Regions from separate parts of the Mus musculus genome. Here region 2 is linked to region 1. Evidence: chromatin contacts called from public Hi-C data. All regions are on one chromosome and are shown on one strand. The core of a region is the stretch at or near the end of the contact, and the rest is flanking DNA. Distances in the headings are between cores, read along the strand shown.

What was found. A called contact is a pair of places that touch in the nucleus more often than the background predicts.
Region 2: a contact with region 1 is called in a Hi-C map of group 2 innate lymphoid cells, with 4 times the contacts expected there. The contact joins two enhancer-like sites. A contact is called at or near these places in 3 of 484 Hi-C or Micro-C datasets (bone marrow-derived macrophages, group 2 innate lymphoid cells and nephron progenitors), 4 of 115 datasets of contacts at active chromatin or transcription factors (bone marrow-derived macrophages, cardiomyocytes, embryonic stem cells and 1 more) and 2 of 9 other capture datasets (adipose tissue and embryonic stem cells).

What each region holds. Positions count from the first base shown.
Region 1 is chr9:89,872,855-89,878,623 of GRCm38.p6, forward strand. No RefSeq gene overlaps it. Among named protein-coding and RNA genes, the nearest start is that of Rasgrf1, 34 kb to the right of the region's middle. Within about 2 kb of position 1,822, at least 112 of the 459 cell types and tissues checked have an H3K27ac peak or open chromatin away from gene starts, as enhancers often do. A contact at or near this core is called in group 2 innate lymphoid cells, where this site is marked.
Region 2 is chr9:90,067,456-90,072,774 of GRCm38.p6, forward strand. It overlaps Ctsh (cathepsin H), which reads left to right. Exons shown (of 12, transcript NM_007801.3): 9 at 950-1,018; 10 at 4,364-4,470. Among named protein-coding and RNA genes, the nearest start is that of Ctsh, 16 kb to the left of the region's middle. Within about 2 kb of position 3,731, at least 17 of the 459 cell types and tissues checked have an H3K27ac peak or open chromatin away from gene starts, as enhancers often do. A contact at or near this core is called in group 2 innate lymphoid cells, where this site is marked.

The DNA.
Region 1 (5,769 bases), core at 572-3,071:
TGCACAGGAGACCTCAGCAGTCCATGAGAATGCAGAGGGGCATGGAGAGGAAGCCTGGCCTATTCCTTCCCAGCTGCCCTCACTAAGGACTGGGGAAAGGGAGGCATTGGGGAGGGAAGGTCACCCTGAGCAGCATGGAAGTTCAGGGACTATACTCCTCACCTCCAGCCTGTCTTCGAGAGACTCACACCACCTCCAATTCCAGCAATAGGTCCAAGATCAGAGAGTTAATGGCAGCCTTGGGAATATACTGAGGGTCTCAGCAACTGAGCATGGGAACTGGCAGTGTTGACCTGAGGTGAGGGGAAGGCGGGACCAAAGAAAAAAAACACTCTCAAACATAAGGCACATGAAGTGTTATTGGAGAATCTTGGGTTAAGTTAACCAGACAGACTCAGAGTTAGTAGAAACATTAAGGCACTGTGGCTTCTTCCCCATGTCATATAAAACACAGTCCTTACTTCAAAAGGATAGGGAATAGTCTCAAGCCAAATATTAGTGACTATGAGCCCAGGGACACATATTCAAGTTTCCCAAAATTCCATGTTTCAATATGGCAGCCATTTCATGAAGTTTATATAAAATCTTCATTACATTTATTTTTTTGTGTATACATATATAGGTTATTCCATGCTGTGTTATGGCTCACATATGGAGGTCAGAGGATAACCTGTAGTTGATTCTCTTTTTCTACCATGTGTGTCCCAGGGACGGAACTAAGGTCAGCAGCCTTGGAAACAAACATCTTTGCTTGCTGAGCCATCTCAATGACCCTCATGAAGTTTTTAGAGTAAGGGAACAAAGAATTTCATGAATCAGTACACTTGTCAGAGGCATCCGATAGCCGGGTTATAGTTCATCAGGGAAATAGCTGCATGGGTTCCAGGTGCCATAGTCCAAGAGGTTTTACCCATTAGTCCCAAGAATATCAGCTCAGACATGCACATAAGCAAGGAATAGTTATTAAGGATGCTAAAGATAGCCCAAGATAACTCCTAACTAGCCTGTGGTCCTGCAACACTCCAACCTCCTCATATCATTCACTACTAACCAGTTTATCAGACCAGTCCATACAGGGCACTGTTCTTTTACAGATTCCCCAAGAACTATATTTTGTGCCCAGGAAAGCCAAATGTTAATTTTCTTCCATTGTTAGATATTTCATTCCTAGGGACCAATGTACATGAGGTTGAGGAGTAGGCAGGAAAGCAATCTAAGAGACAAATAGCCAGTGAAGCTATTAAGGAGCAAACTCCTGGATCATATTAGATACTATGATATTGATCAGAGAGCTGATGGAGTGTCTGGGCCTTCCATATGACTCACACTGAGTACAGGCAAAGATCCTCAGAGTTAAGTCCCTTGGGAAAAACAAGAGATCACACATTCATCCCCCAGTTTGCTGCCCTCCCCTAAGCAGGTGTAAAGCACAACCGAATTTTCCCTGTGGCCTCTTAATCTCCCACCATAGCCCCCTGTCTATTAATACCCTTCCTTGCATGTCACTGTGTCTCCTAAGGCTGTCTTCTAAACAAGACACACTCTCTCAGATGCTAAGAGGATCCCTCTCCTATGGTAGTTCAGTGACTGTGATGATCTTTTGCCTGAGTTGTGGATGGGTGTGAGGAGCCATTGCTGAGTTCAGGGGCTCCCGCCCTCGCATCCCCCCAGAGGAGCCTCCACGCCTGCAAACAGGACCTTGAGTCAAATAGAATCCAAGTGTCCAGGACAAACAAGCTGCCTTTCTTAAGTGTCACCGGTAGCCATGGTGAGGGAGAGCAAACCACTTCCCCCACGCTGCTTCTCAGAACTATGAGTTCTAGCTATTGGTCATGCCGGTGACTCATCTCTGCAGCCCTTGCCGCCCTCCCTGTCTGTATGAGTCAGGCCTCTCTAGATAAACAAATTGATAGAATGGCTCTATACAAAAAATGGAATGTATTAGAGTGCCTTACAGGTTAGTATCTGACTATTCTAACAACGGCTGTCTTCAGATGGAAAAATCCCAAAATCCAGTAGTTTTTCGGACCTTAAGGCTGGACGTCGCAGCTAGTTTGGGGGTTTGACAGAATCCCAAAGAAGTACACTCCAATACCAGTGAAGGAAAGGTCTTGCCTATGAGTGTGAGGACAAGCAGGTAAAGAATTCCTGCTTCTATGTCCTTTACAGAGGCTACCAATAGATATGGCCCAGATTTAAGGTGGATCTTTCCACCTCAAAAGACAAAAATTTAGGGTGGATGTTCCCATTTCAAATAATTCAATACACAAAATTACCTCACAGACGTATTCAGCAGCTTGCTTGGGCTACAGTTAATTCTAGATGCAGATAATCAAAGTTGATAACCAAAAATAGCCATCATTCTGTCTGTGGTAGGAATGGACCTTATTGATTCCTGTTTGAATGTCTGGCCCACATAGGTGGAGCTATTAGGAGATGTAGCCTTGCTGGGAGGAAATGTGTCACTGCAGGAGTGGGCTTTAAGGTCTCAGATGCTCAAGCTAGGCCTAGTGTGGCATTCACCGCTGCTGCTTAAAGGTCAAGATGTAAAACTCTCAACTCTTTCTCCAGCAACCTATCTACCTGTCTCTGTCATGCTTCCCACCATGACAATGATGGGTTAAATCTCTGAACTGTAAGTCACCCCCTTACAGTGAAATCTTTTCCTTCATAAGAGTTGGTCATGGTCTCTACACAGAAATAAAATCCTAACTAAGACACTGTCCTATGTATGATGTAGCTCCCTCCTGGTGAGGTCACACCATTCGGAACCCCATTCTAACCTGTGTATCCACAGGCAGGAGCATCAGCTGTGCCTGGGCAAGACAAGCCCCTCTCTGAAATGCTTAAAGATCTAGCACAGCAAAGGAAGTGCCAACCCTGTAGGAGTTGAAATCAAGCCAGCACAGAGAGCTGGCAGCCTTCTTCTGACAAGAATGCAGTGTCTAACATTGCTAGTTTCGTTCTTTTTATAGGAGGGGGTGTGTTTATGTATGCTCAGGTGCCTATGAGTGTTTGCACACACGCATGTGGCGGTCAGAAGTCATTCCAAAGGAAACGTTTTTGAGATAGGGACCTAGGGATGGTCAGTTAGGCTGAACTGGCTGGCCAGTGAGATCCCACCACGCTAGGGTTGTTCACACAGAAGTTAAGCGGCAGGTCCTTGTGCTTGCTGAACAAGCAGCGCTTTACTCATGACACCGAGCCATTTTCCTAGCCACCTTTATCACTATTGATCTGCGGCAAGTCATAATAACTAACACTTTTAATAACTTGCCATGTCTACTATAAATATTTTCCAATTTTAATTTTTTTATACCATAAGTTTATAGAAACAAAGTGCCTGGTTCTCAGATTAATGATCTTTTAATTGATGATAATTGGGCATATTTATGGAATACAATATAATGTTTTCATCAATTGCAAAAAGAATCAAACAAGCTAATTAACACATCAATTACCTTACCAACTTATTTTAACCCCTATGGCAAGGATGTTAAAAAAAAAAATCTAGTCATCTTTTAGCAATTTTGAAATACCAATGCATCGTGTAAATTGTATTCCCCAGGCCCTGCAATATATTCCTGAAAGTTACTCCTGTCTTCATATTGGAAATGTGTTTCCTTTGATCATTATTTCCCATTTCTCCATCCCTCCTCCTCCCCCACACCCTTGGTACTTCCAACTACCCGTTTCTATGAGGCTACCTTTCATAGATTCAGTATTTGCCTTTCTGTGCCTAGCTTATTCTATTTAGCACACCTTCCAGCTTCACAAATTATCACAAATGACATATTTATGGAATACAATGTAATGTTTTTATCAATTGCGGAAAGATTCAAACAGGCTAACTAAAACATCAATTAACTTACCAACTTATTTTTCCCCTGCGGCGAGGATGCTTTTTCAAAAAAAAAAAAAAAAGATGTAGTCATTTTTTAGCAATTTTGAAATACCAGTGCATTGTGTCCTTATTGGTTATCCCAAAGGACAGAATGTCCTTCATTCTGCAGGTGCAGAACCTCACTGTACCTCCCTGTGCGTTTAAACCACATTTTCACTATCCATTTGACCACTGTTGGATACGTCCCCTGTTTTTCTCACCTTGGCTGCTGGGCTGAGCCTAGGAATGCAGGTCTCCCTTCAGCCGACTTGGTCAGTTCCTGGTGACTCGGAAGCTGGACTTCTGAGTGCTATGTCAGTTCTAACTTTAGTCTTTTAAGAACCTTTCACACTAGTTCCCTGATGTGACCGCTGTACTTGACCTTCTCACCACTACTCCAGGACTGTCTTTCCTCCGTATTCCACGGGATGCTTCTTCCTGTCATGCCTCTTCAGAGAGTGGCGAGTTGTGTGGCTTCTTGTGATGGCTTTTACTGCCATCCCCTGCTGACCAGAGATGCTGAACATTTCCCTCACGCGCCTGCTGCTCAATCGTCTCTCTTCTGAAAAGCATCTATTCAGATCCTTTGCCTGTTTTTCAGTCAGGTTGTTTACCAGGTATGCATTTTTTTCACCTTCTTAGATATTTTGGGTACTGGTCCCTTATCAGAAACTTAGGATTCTCAGATATTTATTAACTGTATAATTTGTAATTATTTCTTCCCAACCCCTGTATGTCTTCTCTGAAGTAATGACTATCTTTGCTGTTCATAAATGCCATCCCATTCGTCTCCTTCAGCTTCTGTTGTCTGTGATTTTTAAAGTCCAAGCCAGGCTAGAAATGGTCACTTAGACATCACCACGGGCTTTTCTCTGTTTTCTTCTGGTTGCTTTATATTGTAGGTTATGCTTAATCGTCCATCTATTTTGAGTCTTTTTTTTTATACAGCATAAAACAAAGGTCTAATTTCATCCTTCTACATATGGAGAGACCCAGTTTTACCAGCACTCCTTCTTGAAAAGACTGTCCTTTCTATAGTATGTGCTCTTGGCACCTCTGTTCAAAATTAATCATCCATGAGACTGAAAAGCATTTGTTGCTCTTCCAAAAGACCTAGGTTTCACTCCCGACATCCACATGGCCACTCACAACCATTTGTAACTACAGTTCCAGGGGATCCAAAATGTCCTCTTCTGGCCACTAGGGACTCAAGCATTCATGCACATACATACGTGCACACAGGCAAAAAAAAAAAAAAAAAAAAAAAAAAAACACCATAAATTAACACATGAAATTAATCGACCACAAATATATATGTCACCACCACCACCCCAAATCCCGGACTTCCCTGTTGTAATCGTCACTAATTCTGCTACTATGCCAGGCCCATGCTGCTTTGAGCCAATTACTTCATTATATATTTCGAGATCAGAAAAAGTGATGTCTGTAAACATCACTTTGTTCTTTCTGCTGAAAACTGCTTCACCTTCTCAGTCTTCCTGACCCCATATGAATTTTCAGATTGTGTTTTCTATTTCCGTGGAGAATGCCATTAGCATTTTGATAGAAACCATGCCGGCTCAGAAAATGTCCTGTGCCATATGTATATTCTGACAATAGTAATTCTAACCTGTGAGCACAAGCTACATGTCTCTCTGTTCCTGTCTCTGAATTTCAGGGTCCTTCCTCAAGGTTTTAGCAATTTCAGAGAACTGATCAGTCACTTCTTTGCGTAAATCTACTCTTAAGTATTTTCCTTCTTTTATATATCGTTGATGACATTGTCTTCTTAGTTTCTTTATCAGGCAGGTTATTGTTTCTGTTGAGAATGCATGTGCTCAAGAGAGCACCTGGTGCACGCGCATGTGCAGGGACGATTACCAGTT
Region 2 (5,319 bases), core at 2,481-4,980, 200 kb after region 1:
GATTAGGCCTATCAATTACCAGCTCCCACAAACCACATCCCTTTCCCCCAGTTTCTGTCTGATGACCTAATCTCTGCCTGCCTCTGGTCAGCACTGTTCCCTGGACTGTTCCTCCAATCCTGCTAGATTAGGTCCAACTCAACTTCTCTTTCTTGATTTCCTTGGGCTGCTGAGTCAGGTCCTTCCTTGGGCTCTGACTAAGTCTCTCCTGCTCCTTTAAGGACCAGGATATTTCTAAGTCCCTCTGGAGTGCCACTGTCCCTGTGGTGCATGCAGGCTGCTTAGAAAAGGTTTTCAATGTTCACAGGGAGAATGTGACCTCAGCTGAAGGCTAAACATCTCTCTTTTTTTGTTTGTTTGTTTGTTTTTAATTAATTAATTTCTTTTTACACCCCATAGTTTATTCCCCCCACCGACCACCCTGTGACTGTTCCACATCCCATACCTCCTCCCCACCCCCCACCCCCACCCCACCTGACCTCTAACCTCCCTGGGGCCTCCAGTCTCTTAAGGATTAGGTGCATCATCTCTGAATAAATTCAGACCCGGCAGGAAATCCTCTACTGTATGTATGTTGGGGGCCTCATATCAGACGGTGTATGCTGCCTGTTCAGTGGTCCTGTGTTTGAGAAATCTTGGGGGTCCAGATTAATTGGGACTGCTGGTCCTCCTACAGGGTCGCCTTTCTCCTCAGCTTCTTTCAGCCTTCCCTAATTCAGCAACAGGAGTCAGCTGCTTCTGTCCATTGCTTGGATGCAAATATATGCACCTGACTCTTTTAGCTGGTTGTTGGATCTTCCAGAGTGTGGTCATGCTGGGTCCCTTTTTCTGAGCACTCCTTAGCCTCAGTAATAGTGTCAGGCCTTGGGACCTCCCCTTGAGCTGGATCCCACGTTGGAAGGTTAAGCATCTCTAATCTGTATTCTCTTCCCTATTTCACCCCGAACAGGATAGTTCATGCAGATTCAACCCCCAAAAAGCTGTTGCATTCGTCAAGAATGTTGTCAACATCACACTCGTGAGTACTGCGTCCAGCTCTAGCTAGGGAGTGTGTTCTGCTATGGAGGCCAGAAGAGCAGCTCTTTTGGGAAGCTTGTCACAGATGGAGGAATCTGGGTTATTGCTGACCCCTGCTCACCATATAAAGGCTATGTGGTGAAAGACAGGAAGGAATCATGGGGTGACAGGGGGTGCACTGGGTTCTGGGTTACAGGTCTATGGGGGACTTTGTGCCTGTGGGTCTGTTTTCTTGTCTAAAATGCAATAATCCCCACCATCCCTCTAGCATAGTAGTTCTCAACCTCCCTAATGCTGCCACCTTTTTTTAATACGGTTCCTCCTGTTGTGATGACCTCCAACCTTAAAGTTAGTCATTGCTACTTCATAACTGTAATTTTGCTACTGGTATGAGTCATAAGGTAATATCTGATATGTGACCCCTGTGAACTGATCAGTCGTTCAACAGCACCCCGTAAAGGAGTCGTGAGCCACAGGTTGAGAACCACTGCACTCGTGGCTGGCCCAGGCAAGTCTGCACATGGGGAGGTGAGGGGCATGCGCTTGTCAGTCAGGCCAGACTAAGATCTGCTGCAGCCCCAGCCTTCCTCAAGTCTGAAAGGCACAGTATTGTTCCCACCCCTGTCACCTGCCTGTGGCTTAGGTAGGGGCTGTGTGTATCCTGTGTTGCTGGTCTCCCTTTCAGCCCCCAGGCTGAGGGAAAGAGAGTAACCCATCATTGCTCTAATAAGGTCTGCCACACCTCACCTGGAGCTTTCCCGTAAGATAGTAACAGATGCCTGCTCACACCAGCTAGGGTACCCACAACAGACCAAAATGATCACAGTGCACCCAAGTCTAGCTTGGTGAGCCTGTGAATTTGTTGGGCTTACTTACAGGAATGTGAATAACCTCAAATCGGCTGTGTCATCAAAATGTCCCATGTTAGAGATGATAATAACTCCATATAGCTGCATAGATAGCACATGCTACCTCCTATGTACACTAGAACCTGCAGAGACCACATGAAGCTGGGACAGTTTATATAGCCTTGACAGAGACTCGGCAGGTGGGGGGGAGATATCTGCAACCACGGGGGAGAGTCTCATGAACCTCCCTTCCCCCTCCTATGAGGGAACACCAGCAAGTCAAATCTTACTGAGTCTGATCAGGGCCACTCTAAGATGGTAATGTCTGTTATACTTGAAGGGCAGCATTCCTGAACACGCAGTCACACCCTGCTTTTCCAAGAGAACGTGTGAGCATGCATGAGTGGCCTCGTGAGTCTGGGAGGCATGGGCTCAGTCAGGGAGGAGTGTGTATGATGTGAGAAACCTCCATGACGTGTGCAGATGTGATATGCAGGTAAGGGGGCGTGTGGCACAAACATGAACTTTCTGTAATGACAGCAGCTACCATCCAAAGAAAGGGCATGCCAAGCTCCCCATAGCAATAACAGTTTGGAGTGATTAGGGCAGTATAAAGCCACCCGATGGGCCTCATTTCCAAATAACCTATGACAGGAATGTGGTTATTAACTCCATTTGACAGATGAGACAACTAAGTCTCAGAGGAGCTTTAAAAATGTGCCCAGGAGCTGAGAGGTGAGGCTGGATTTGACTGAGGAATGTCACTCCAGAACTGGCGTTAACCACCTCAGCAATACAGCTCACTTCCTGCAATAGAGATATTATCGTCTCCTAGAAAGAAACCTGTTTTTTTTGTTGTTGTTGTTTTGTTTTTTTAACACACCCACCAAGACTGGCCCTCTGGGCCACTGGACTCCACCAGGAAGTGAAAGAAGCACTCAAAAGTTACCTTTTGTCTGGTTCCCAGGAAGACACGTCAGGAGCACAAGCAGAGCCCCAGAGAGCAGGCCAGAACTCTCAGACAGGACAAGGGAGAGCGTTGAAACAGTGCCAGCCACCGAGGTTCTTGCCCTAACGCGGCAGGCCTCTGTGATCTCCTGTGCTCCCAAGAAGTCTAGCCATACTTGGAAGGAACCCATTGCCTGAGCGAGGACACACCGAGTTCTGCACTCTGTCTCCTTCTGTGCTTTGCTTCCCTTCTCTGAGCCCTGGCCTCAACTCACTGAATCTCCTGCATCATTTCCACTCCTAAGCATCTCATTACTGTGGCTCCCTCTCAGTTTTGTTCCCAACTGGGTTGCTGTAAAACACAGAGTAGGGGAACCACCTTTGCCCTGGAGGGAGACTTTGGAGGTCTACCAAGTGCTTCTGGCTGCTGCTGTCCCCCTGCCTCCAAAAAGTTCCCATGACTCCCTTCTTGCTTTCCCCCACCAACATGGCAGGTCCTGCTCAGAAGGCTCAAGGCCTTGACTGGTCTTGTTTCCACCCCGGTATAGTTATTGCCTATCCTTGGATCTGTAAGATCTCTGTTCCACCCATGAGGTTCCCTAGATTGTCTTCCTGGATGTGGAGCTGAAGCGAGAGCGTCACACTCATCTCTGCATCTTTCGTAGGATGGCCTCAGTGGTCAGTTGTGACTGAGAGAATGAACGGCTGAACTGTGTGTGAGGTTGTCAGGGAGACAAGTGAGAGATTTCCAGACGCTCAGAAAGGGAGGGCAAAGGCCAAAGCCACAAGGGAGCTAGTCTGGTTTGGGAGGAAGAACTATAAGCCAGATTAAAATCTAAATGAGGTGTATCTTAGTCATAGAACACTTGTTTAGCACGCATGAGATTTAACCTTAGGTTTGATCCACCACCACCACCACAACAACAAAGACACGGCATAGTGACATACATAAGTGTAGAACACTCGCCTAACGTGCTCCGTCCCCATCAATCTGTTTAGTTTTACTTTTTGTTTTGAGACAGTCTGTTATATAGCTCTGGGTGTTCTAAAACCCAATATGTAGACCAGAATGGTCTTGAACTCAGAGGCCCACTTGCTTCTGCCTCCCAGGTGCTAAGGACTAAAGGTGTGTGCCATCATGCCCTGTTTTAAAAGGTTTCTAAAAGATAAAATTCATCCAAGCCAGGCATGGTAGTTCAAGCCTGTAATCCCAGCACTTGAGAGATGAAGGCAGGAAGATTGTCCAAGATCATCCTCAGCTTCAGGGCCACAAGTATGGCCCTCAGCTTGAGGTAACAAGTTTGAGCCCAGCCTGGACCACTTATGACCCTATCTCAAAAAATAACAAAATTCAATCCAAAGGGTGCTTGCTGACACCCTGCATAAGAAGGTGGAGTCTGCATTATTGCTCAATGTCAGGGGTTGTTGTCCCTCAAGGTTACCTGCACAGCTCTGGAACTCCAGCCCCTACCTTCAGACAACAGGCCATAAACATGGAGGGGAGGTGGGAGATGCCCTGCATGTCTGTCAGCCCTTCTGTCTGTCCACAGAATGACGAGGCTGCAATGGTTGAGGCTGTGGCTCTATACAACCCTGTGAGCTTCGCCTTTGAGGTGACTGAAGATTTTTTGATGTATAAAAGTGGCGTCTACTCCAGGTAAGCTGAGGGGGCAGGGGGGGGAGGGGAATCAGAGGGAGACTGGAGAAGACTGGATGGACCTCCTCAAACCCCGCGCACGGTCTCTGCCTCAACCTAGACTCCTAATTAGATACTTGTGAGACTTAGCGTACCTCTCTTTGTCTCCTTCAGCTCTGAGTGTCAGGGACCAAGTCTCTAACCCAGCAAAGAAAAGAGAGGTAGTGAAGGATGCCACAGGCCCAGCCACGATGGCTAAGTCATGACTAAGGCCAAAATCCATGCCCAGAGCTCTATGGTCATCTACAGAAGTGCTACATCCAGCCAAATATTTGAAGATGGGGTTGGAGATGTACCTCACTTGGTGAGGGCTTGCCTAGCAGGCAGCACAGCCTGGGGTGGGTCCCTAGCAACACATAAATGGGGTGTGATGGTCCATACCTAAAATCCAAGCACTGAGGAGGAGGAAGCAGGAGAATCAGACTCTCAGGTCATCCTTCGCTACGTGTAGAGCTAAGGCTAGTCTTGTCAGCATGAGACCCTGTCTCACACACACACAAAAAAAGGATCAAAAATGGGAAAGGAAAAATAGCTGTTTTCAGACATCAGAATTCTATGCTAGAGAGTTCACTATCTGGTTCTTCAGGAAGACCGTAGAGAGAGAGAGAGACCTTATCACCCAGAGCCTCATGGTTAGTAGACAGTCGCTCTATTGATGAGCTGCACCGTGTCCCCTCCCCCCGTGGCATGTCTAGTATGGGATTTCTACAGTCCCTAGGCTGCCCATTGGGCTACAGGAACACATTCAGCAAAGAGTCTATCTAGTTACTCCCCCTGCTCTCCAGGCTCCTCCATCTTCTCTGTTTTCCA